2 separate regions of the Ovis aries genome follow, and region 2 is linked to region 1. Evidence: chromatin contacts called from public Hi-C data. All regions are on one chromosome and are shown on one strand. The core of a region is the stretch at or near the end of the contact, and the rest is flanking DNA. Distances in the headings are between cores, read along the strand shown. Region 1 has its middle 20 kb from the start of KCNE3. Region 2 has its middle 11 kb from the start of POLD3.

What was found. A called contact is a pair of places that touch in the nucleus more often than the background predicts.
Region 2: a contact with region 1 is called in a Hi-C map of tail adipose tissue, with 4 times the contacts expected there. The contact joins two enhancer-like sites. A contact is called at or near these places in 11 of 16 Hi-C or Micro-C datasets (blood, hypothalamus, liver and 6 more).

What each region holds. Positions count from the first base shown.
Region 1 is chr15:52,508,315-52,513,362 of ARS-UI_Ramb_v3.0, reverse strand. No RefSeq gene overlaps it. Among named protein-coding and RNA genes, the nearest start is that of KCNE3, 20 kb to the left of the region's middle. Within about 2 kb of position 2,627, at least 3 of the 54 cell types and tissues checked have an H3K27ac peak or open chromatin away from gene starts, as enhancers often do.
Region 2 is chr15:52,603,792-52,608,839 of ARS-UI_Ramb_v3.0, reverse strand. No RefSeq gene overlaps it. Among named protein-coding and RNA genes, the nearest start is that of POLD3, 11 kb to the left of the region's middle. Within about 2 kb of position 1,924, at least 5 of the 54 cell types and tissues checked have an H3K27ac peak or open chromatin away from gene starts, as enhancers often do.

The DNA of each region.
Region 1 (5,048 bases), core at 1,378-3,877:
GATATTTGTTTAGGCTAAGGGGAAATAGACAAAGTAAGGCTTTCAGCCAGCTTTGTGTAGGATAAAGAATCCTCTTTCAGGTGCCGCTAAGAAACCAAGAACATAATCTGCCTGGATGAAACCAGAGAACCTATCTGAGATTAAACTGTGACAGAGAATCAGGTCTGGGAGCAGGAGAGAAAGAAATTTAGTGAACAGGAAAGAAAATGGGAAGAAAACCTAATATTTGATGAGCAGTCTATCTCTGCCAGGCACTGTGCTGGGAAACTCTTGAGGTGATTATTTTTTTAACCTCATTTTATAGACAAAATAACAGAAGTTTAGAGGTGAAATAGCTTAACATTCACTTAATTATTATGGAGTGCTGTCTAGATTTTAACACAGACCTGTCTAAATTCAAAGCCCATGTTTTCCCCCCTATAGCTGGTCCCTTTGAAAGTCACATTAGATCTTTTCTTGAGACTCATGGTGATGATTTAGCTGCTTAGCCGTGTCTGACTCTTGCGACCCTGTGGACTGTAGCCTTCCAGGCTCCTCTTCCCATAGGATTTTTAGAATAAACATTCCTAATCTCCCAGCAGATTCTGTGGCTGGCCTCTCGGCTCCCCTTCCTGGCTCTAATAGAGAGCAGCCAGGATCCTGTCCTCACCTAACTCCTTCTACACCCAGGCAAGATGATTCAAAGAACAAAGAGGGAATTGTCATAGTTCTTAGGGGGAATAATAAGCCAACGGGGACAGCTTTTGGGTGAGAGTCCTTAAGTCCCTACTGTGCTAACTCAACACTGGGACAAGAGAAGAGACCAGCCACAGAAACTGCTTGGAGATTAGAAACGTTAAATCTCAAGAAAAGGTCTAACGTGAATCGTTGGTGACTCTCCCTCAGTTAGAGAGAGGATGAGATTATTTAAATACCTTTCAAAAGATCTCTCTTGGACAGCTACAGGCTTACCTCTGCTCTTGGTTTATCATTCATTCATTCAAGAAATATATTAAGTACCAAGATGTTAGGCAATGTGTTTGGCAAAAGAATACAGCAAATGTGAAAGGCACAGACTCTTTGTGGGCAAGGATTAGCTTACTCACTTCAGGTTTTCTACCTATAAAACTCTTCTGTTTCTATGAAGCTCTACTTTGAACTCCCTTCCTCTGCACAGGTCAAGGCTTCTTTCATTCATGTTATGGCCCTGCTTACAATTCTTTGATAATTTTTACCACATTATACTCTCTAGGCATTTCTTTTCCCCACCTAGAAACACTGCAAAGGTGCAAGCAGGGACCATGTCTAATGCATCTCTCTACCCTCATCAACTAGGCTGAGGCTTGGCACAAAGTGTCTGCTCCATAAACACTGGTGAAAAGAATCAGCATGATTATGAGTATTGTGCTACATAATCTCACCCATGTGTATGTGTACGGTGCATCCAACCTTTCAAGACATCTCCATCTCCATTCTTTCATTTGGTTTAGAGAGTTTGGTCTGGTGGATTCCGTGGATGCGAGAACACTTTGTAAAATATGAATGGTACGGATTGTTATGAACCATATTGAATATGACCAGCCCTGAGGCCAGGATACCTTAGGTAACATACTTAAGGTCATGCAGCAGGAGTCTGTGCTAGAATCTGTGTCTCGTGACATCTGTTTCTGGACTTCTCCTCCCTGCATCAGGGATCATTGACAAAAGAAAGGAACAGACACAGAACTCAGGAACCCCCTAAATTGCAAACTCCCAGGAGTGGAGATAGTGGTGCTCTGCCCAGATCTTTGGGGCCAATACACCCATCATCCAGCTGCTGAGAACATGGGCTACTGACAGCTCACGGCTGCAGCCCTCGCTGTGCATTTTCCTGGGCACAGGGTCATAGCTTTCATCCAAGGCTATGACCCCTTCTGGGGAGCAACTCATGGCCAGTGACACTGATGCAAGGATACAAAGATCTGGTTCCATCGTATCAATTTGGGACAACTCTGAGGAGCCATCTCAGCTTCAGAACTCCCAGGAGATTCAGCTGAGGTTTCAGTTGCAACCATGATGTGGGTTAGCTTCTCCCTCTGCCCACTCTGCCTTCCTCACTTCCTTATTGATGTGTCTCCCAAGAGCGCTCTCCAAAAGACCTGCAAGCCACTCTCCACCTTAGTCTATTTCCCAGGGAATTGATTTCTCCCTCAAGAACTCTTCCCTGGCACTGAGCCTGTTCCAAAGTAGTTGTCAGTAATAATAGAGAACTGGGGTGATAGAATATAGATGGAGACAGTTAGCGCTTCTGCTGCTGCTAAGTCGCTTCAGTCGTGTCTGACTCTGTGCAACCCCAGAGACGGCAGCCCACCAGGCTCCACCATCCCTGGGATTCTCCAGGCAAGAACACTGGAGTGGGTTGCCATTTCCTTCTCCAATGCATGAAAGTGAAAAGTGAAAGTGAAGTCGCTCAGTCATGTCCGACCCTTCGCAACCCCATGGACTGCAGCCTACCAGGCTCCTCCGTCCATGGGATTTTCCAGGCAAGAGTACTGGAGTGGGGGTGCCATTGCCTTCTCCAGTTAGTGGTTCTAGCAAATCCAAATTGAAGACAAGGCAGTTTGAGAGACTGGCAGTGTAGGAAAAGGCAAGTTATGGTCACTGAGTAAGAACTGGCCACTAGAGGGCCCAGCACTACACTTCTATAGCTCTGGGGCTACCATAGAGCAAAATTCTAATTTTGCCCTTGACTTGGCAGACACCACCTAACTGTCTACACTAGGGGGGAAGCTGCTGGTCCAATGCGTCCTTCTCTTTTATCTATGCTATGCACATCAGTGTCCTAGCCTGTTCCAATCCCCTGTCACCATCTATACCATTACATATAAATATGTTCCCATAAATCAAAGCTTCCAAAACCTGTGTTTTTCCCACCCACTGCTCTCATTGTTCCCACGGGGTTCCAAAGATCAGAAATGTGGAATTCCAAACAGTTGACTGCTGCAGTTCTTACCCAGAAATGGAGAGAATCAGCAGCATAACCTGTCTAGTCCTGTCATACCTCCTTCCCCACCCTGCTTCCCCAGTTTGCGGTAAAGACACACAGGATTGCAGGTGAATTATAGTGGCCAAGGGAGAAAGGGGTCATGGGAGTCTACACAGAACATGAGAAAGTTTGAGAACCTCGTGTATGAATTAATGATTACTTGATTAAAGCAATGATTTTTTTTTCCTGTATGGACTTAGTGAAAAGATTTATAGAAAATTTTTCTCTATATCCTTTATGGAAGGACAGTTAGTCCTTTGTAGGCTGGGAAGCTTTCTTTGAGGAATTGGGAGGGAGGGTCTGGACCATTTAGAGGTCTCTGTTTCCAATATATACATCCTTTTTTTAAAAAAATGTATTCTTTTTTTAACTGAATAAAAATTCTTTAAAGTCTGTAGCTGCTTTTTATGATTTCCAAAAGTTCCACACACAGAATTTCATGTAATCCCATAAAAACTTTTTCCCCCTTACTTCTATATTACCCTTCCCCCTTCCTTCTCCCCACTGGTAGCCACTAGTTTGTTCTCTAAATCTGTGAGTCTGCTTCTTTTTTGCTTTATTCACTGGTTTCCGACATACACATTCTTAAAAGGACAGAGCTGGGTTGTTTGGGTGGAGGAAAGCTCTGAAGATTAAAGAGGAGCAGACTTGGAGTCTACACAGGCAGGAAGATGGAGGGGAGGCGCGGACCTGAACTTGGCTCTCTCCCAGTGTCTCTGGCAGCGGTGACTACAAGCACACCTGAGGAATGAACACCAAGCCATGGCTTTGGGAGCGTGCAAGAGTTCTTGGGGACTTGCTTTAGAACAGAACGATCAGATGATTTGAGCGACTGGCTGAGATACATCTGACTTGGAAAAATGAGCTACAACTTCAATGGACCAAAGATATTTCCCCAGGTTTTCTAGACTGGGTAAGCTCTGAAGGTGTTAGTTTTGTTTTGTTTTGTTTTTAAATCCCCATAAAAGTTCTGATACTGAATGTCCCACCAACCTGATAGGTGAGGCTGAAGTTAAATTTGATTTGAATTAGAAAAAATAAAATTTAATTTGATTCAGAAAAAAAGTAGCTACATCTAATGTCCTTGCACTTGCAACTGAACATGTTAAATGGGTTCCAATAGTTGGAGCTCTGATGTGTGCTGGTCACACAGTCGTGTCCAACTCTTTGTGATCCCATGGACTGTAGCCCACCAGGATCCTCTGTCCATGGGATTCTCCAGGCAAGAGTGCTAGAGTGGGTTGCCATTTCCTTCTGCAGGGGATCTTCCCAACCCAAGGATCAAACCCTGATCTCCCACATATCATGGAGCTCTGATATCACGATAGTAAATCTAGCCTGGGTAGGTTAATAAAAGAATAGGAATAACGTTTTGAGAGACTATCATGTGCTAGGCAATACACTATTGCACAGCAGTCCCCAACCTTTTGGCACCAGGGACTGGTTTCGTGGAAGACAATTTTTTAACAGACCAAGGTGGCGGGCATGGTTTCAGGATGATTCAACTGCATTACATTTATTATGTACTTTATTTCTATTATTATTATATCACCTCCACCTCAGCTTATCAGGCATTAGATCCTAGATATTACATTAGATCCCTGATATTACATTTAACCCTCACACTCTACCGATGAGGTAGGCTGAGACCAAGAAAACTTAACTGGGTCAACCCCAGGTCACGTGGTTAGTAAATGGCAGAATCAGGTTTGCTGGACTCCACTTCTATCTAGCTTCTATAGTCACACATTCCCCGTCATCTAGCCAAGCATTCACAGACATCTAGTCCATTGCTCACTAATTCATTTAGTCAGATATTCACTTAGACAGTGAGTGGTATCAATATAGTTATTCTGTTATTTGAATAGTAAGATAGATCGAGTAGTAGCTTGAAGAACAAAAAATCTTAGAATTATAGAATGTTTGCCCTGATATCTGTATATTACAAGTACTAATACACATATATTAGACTGATGTAAAGATGAGAGATATAATCTGTCTCATACACATATATACACGCACACAGAAAAAGCTAAAAAAATTG
Region 2 (5,048 bases), core at 675-3,174, 96 kb before region 1:
TGAATGTTGAGTTTTAAGCCAGCTTTTTCACTCTCCTTTTCACTTTCATCAAGAGGTTTTTTAGGTCCTCTTCACTTTCTGCCATAAGGGTGGTGTCATCTGCGTATCTGAGGTTATTGATATTTCTCATGACATTGTACAGGAGGCAGTGATCAAGACCATCCCTAAGAAAAAGAAACACAAAAAGGCAAAATGGTTGTCTGAGGAGGCCTTACAAATAGCTGAGAAAAGAAGAGAAGTGAAAGACAAAGGAGAAAAAGAAAGATATACCCATCTGAATACAGAGTTCCAAAGAATAGCAAGGAGAGATACAAAAGCCTTCCTCAGTGATGAGTGCAAAGAAATAGAGGAAAACAATAGAATGGGAAAGACTAAAGTTTTCTTCAAGAAAATCAGAGATACCAAGGGGATATTTCATGCAAGTTTAGTTCAGTCGCTCAGTCCTGTCCAACTCTTTGCGACCCCATGAACCACAGCACGCCAGGCCTACCTGTCCATCACCAACTCCCAGAGTCCACCCAAATCCATGTCCATTGACTTGGTGATGCTATCCAACCATCTCATCCCTTGTCGTCCCCTTCTCCTCCTGCCCTCAATCTTTCCCAGCATCAGGGTCTTTTCAAATGAGTCAGCTCTTAGCATCAGGTGGCCAAAATATTGGAGTTTCAGCTTCAGCATCAGTCCTTTCAATGAATATTCAAGACTGATTTCCTTTAGGATGGACTGGTTGGATCTCCTTGCAGGCCAAGGGACTCTCAAGAGTCTTCTCCAACACCACACTTCAAAAGCATCAATTCTTCATCTTCTTTACAGTCCAACTCTCACATCCACACATGACTACTAGGAAAACATAGCAAAGATGGGCACAATAAAGGACAGAAACAGTATGGACCTAACAGAAGCAGAAGGTATTAAGAGGTGGCAAGAATACACAGAAGAACTATACAAAAAAGATCTTCATGACCCAGATAACCATGATGGTGTGATCTCTCACCTAGAGCCAGACATCCTGCAATGTGAAGTCAAGTGGGCCTTAGGAAGCATCACTATGAACAAAGCTGGTGGAGGCGATGGAATTCCAGTTGAGCTATTTTAAATCCTAAAAGATGATGTTGTGAAAGTGCTGCACTCAATATGCCAGCAAATTTGGAAAACTCAGCTGTGGCTATAGGACTGGAAAAGGTCAGTTTTCATTCCAATCCCAAAGAAAGGCAATGCCAAAGAATGTTCAAACTACCGCACAATTGCACTCATTTCATATGCTAGCGAAATAATGCTCAAAGTTCTCCAAGGGAGGCTTCAATAGTACGTGAACCAGGAATTTCTGGATGTTCAAGCTGGTTTTAGAAAAGGCAGAGGAAACAGAGATCAAATTGCCAACATCTGTTGGATCATAGAAAAAGCAAATATCTATAGCAGCATTATTCATAATGGCAAAAATATGGAAAAGACCTTTAAAAAAACAAAAATCAACAGAGTAAACTTGAAGATCTAATTGGCTTTATTCAATTGTTCTGCCAATGCAGGAGACATAACAGAGAGGGGTTTGATACCCCAGTTGAGAAGATCCCCTGGAGGAGGGCATGGCAACCCACTTCAGTATTCTTGCCTGGAGAATCCCATGGACAGAGAAGCCTGGTGAGCCACAATTCATGGGGTCAGAGTCAGACACAACTGAGCGATTGAGCATGCATGCAGTGATTCATGAATCCAGCAGCAAATAGCGTATTTACTAGATAGGATGTACTCAAAGGAGTTGTACAAAATGGAAGGTCTTTTTAGGTAGAAAAAATTTTTTTAAAAAAGAGACAGGACAAGGAAGTTATTTGCAAAAGAAAAGAAAGAATTGTTTCAGGCTAGCTTACCTTCCCTAGGTGAGCAGCACAGGGGGAGTCTTATCACACTTATTACCTCACTAGTGTTGACAGGAAATTCCAGACTGACAAGTTTACAGTTCCACTCCTGGGAGTGGCTGAAACTGCATTCAGGTTAGGTATTAACACTTAGTGAGGTTTAGCAGAAGTGACTCCATTTTGGGCTTATTTATTTTGAACAGACCCAAATGTCCATTAACAACTAAATGGATAACAAAAGCTGTTATATATTCAGCTGTTATATATACAGCTGGAATAATATTCAGCCGTAAAATGGAATGAAGTACTGGTACATGCTACAGCACAGATGAACCTTGAAAACATTGTGCTAAACAAAGTAAGCCAGTTACAGATGACCAGATACCATATGATTTGTATGAAAGCCCAGAGTAAGGAAACCTGGAGACAGAAAGTTGATTAGGGATTTGCTGTGCCCTGGGAAGGGACAAGGGAAAGGGGAATGATAGTTAAAGGGTATAGAGTTTTTCTTTTTGAGAAGATAGAAATATTCTAAAATTGACTGTGACAATGATTGCACATACCTATGCATATACTAGGGCTTCCCAGGTGGCTCAGTGGTAAAGAATCCGCCTGCAGTGCAGGAGTTGCAGGAGACAATGCTGGATCCCTGGGTCAGGAAGGTCCCCTGGAAAAGGGAATGGCAGTCCACCCCAGTATTCTTGCCTGGAAAATTCCATGGACAGAGGAGCCTGGTGGCTACAGTCCCTGTGGTCACAAAGAGTCTGACGCAACTAAAGTGACCAAGCACGCACACATGCATATACTAACATGTGAACTGTATAATGTAAATGAGTGAATTGGAAAAGACTCTGATGCTGGCAAAGATTGAAAGCAGAAGGAGCGGAGGGCAACAGAGGATGAAACTGCTGGCTGGCATCACTGGTGCAATGGACATGAACATGGGCAAACTCTGGGAGATGATGAGGGGCAGGGAGGTCTGGCGTGCTGTAGTCCATGGGGTGGTGAAGAGTCAGACACAACTGGTCAATTGAACAACAACAACAACAAAGCTGTTAAAACACTGGCAGAAACAAAGGGAGCCAAGGCAGGTACAGCCTCAGCCCAGATCATGCTACAGATGCAATTCAATAAGAACACCTCTGCCACCCTTACCCTTGCTCTGAATATTGGACCCAGAGGCCACTATCAACTGTTGATCTTGCTGCCCCCAAACCTAGATGTTACAACTACTGCCCCACCACTACCAAAATGAATTCTCCATTGTCCCTGCTTACTTGGAATAAAAATGTCTTATTCTAGGTTCTGGGAGAATGTACCCGATTGACTGAGTCTGAATCATATGTGCATACATACTCTAGCTGTAAGAAAGGACTGGGAAAGCAAATATCTGGCCTTCATCACTTCTGTAAAGAAGATAAGGTCTGCCCCATCCAAGATTCATATGGTAGACAATTCTCCAAACACAAGAAAGGGGTTTCAATGTTGGGCAAATGAGCAAACCAACCAAACAACAAACAAAAATGAACATCCTGGGCTCTGTACATATGTATGCTTGCTAAGTTGCTTAAGTTGTGTCAGACTCTTTGTGACCCTATGGACCGTAGCCCTCCAGGTACCTCTGTCCGTGGGATTCTCCAGGTAAAAATATTGGAGTGGGTTGCCATGCCCTTCTCCAGGGGATCTTCCCAACCCAGGGGTCAAACCTGTGTCTCTTTCATCTCCTGCATCGGCAAGAGGGTTCTTTGCTACTGATGCCACCTGGGAGATAGATGTGAAAGTGAAAGTCACTCAGTCGTGTCCAACTCTTTGTGACCCCATGGACTATGCAGACCATGGAATTCTCCAGGCCAGAATACTGGAGTGGCTAACTGTTCCCTTGAAGCCACCCCAGTTAAAATGCAAATATTCCAAGGGACTTCCCTGGCAGTTCAGCAGCTGAGAGTCCTTGCTTCCACTGCAGGGTACTTGGGTTCGATCTTTGGCAGGGAAACTAAGATTCCGCATGCTGCAGGGCGCAGCCAAATAAACAATTCTAATACTCCAGAATGCTCATTCAGCCATGTGTGCTTGCAATCACTGTGAGAATTTATTAAGAACCTAAAAACTCTTTGTTAGCTCCATGCTAAGCCTCATGGAATCAGAAACAAATAAAACACTGACCTGGACCTCAAGGTGATCACTGTGAGCAGGAGGAAAAGATGGAGTGTTATGGGTCACAGGCTAAAAGTACAAGGAGTGAAAGAGGGGCTCACAGGAGTGACTGGTCAGCTCTCCTTGGGGAGAAGGTTAGAGAGCCTTCACAGAGATGACCTCGAGGAAAATCTTAAGAGGTGGGTTGATGCCTTGCTAGGTGGAAGGGAGGATATAGGGGCCTTGTGCACCTAAGCACAGGGGGGAACCAGGAACAACGCTGGGCTGGAAGTGTGGGGTGACTCAGGGCACAGCAAGAGCAAGTGGAGAAATCACTGGGACCAGATCAGACCAAACAGTTTGGTGTTCCCTCCTTTCAACAAAGAACTGCTGAAGGGTATTTTGTTTTCAAAACTTTGTTTTGACGCTGTGCAGAAGGTGAACGGGAGGAGAGAATGGGCAAAGAGGTCAGATGCCACTGCCATGATCTCAACGTTAGATGGCAGAAGATGATCTAGCCCAGGGTGGTAGCAGTGGCTATGAGAGGGACAGAAATGGGTGTGAGATATGTGTCAGTCACGCAGTTGTGTCTGACTCTTTGTGACCCCATGGAATGTAGCCTTCCAGGTACCATTCTGTCCATGGGATTCTCCAGGCAAGAGTACAGGAGTAGGTAGCCATTCCCTTCTCCAGGGGATCTTTCCAACCCAGAGATTGAACACAGGTCTCCTACATTGCAGGGAGATTCTTTACCATCTGAGTCACCAGAGAAGCCTTAGATATGAGATAATGGGTAAGGAAAAATTTAGTTTACCTTATCTTTGCAGAACTGCCTAAGGGGGGACTTCCCTAGTGGTCCAGAAGCTAAGACTCTGTGCTCCCAATGCAGGGGGCCTGAGTGGTCAGAGAACTAGATCCCACTTGCCAAAACTAAAAGATCCTGAGTGCTGTGCTGAGTCTCAGTCTCAAAAGAAAAATGAGCTGTTTAATAGAGAGAAGGACCCTGATGACCTTCAGGATAAACCCTTGCACCCATCTGTCCCATCTACACACTCACTCACT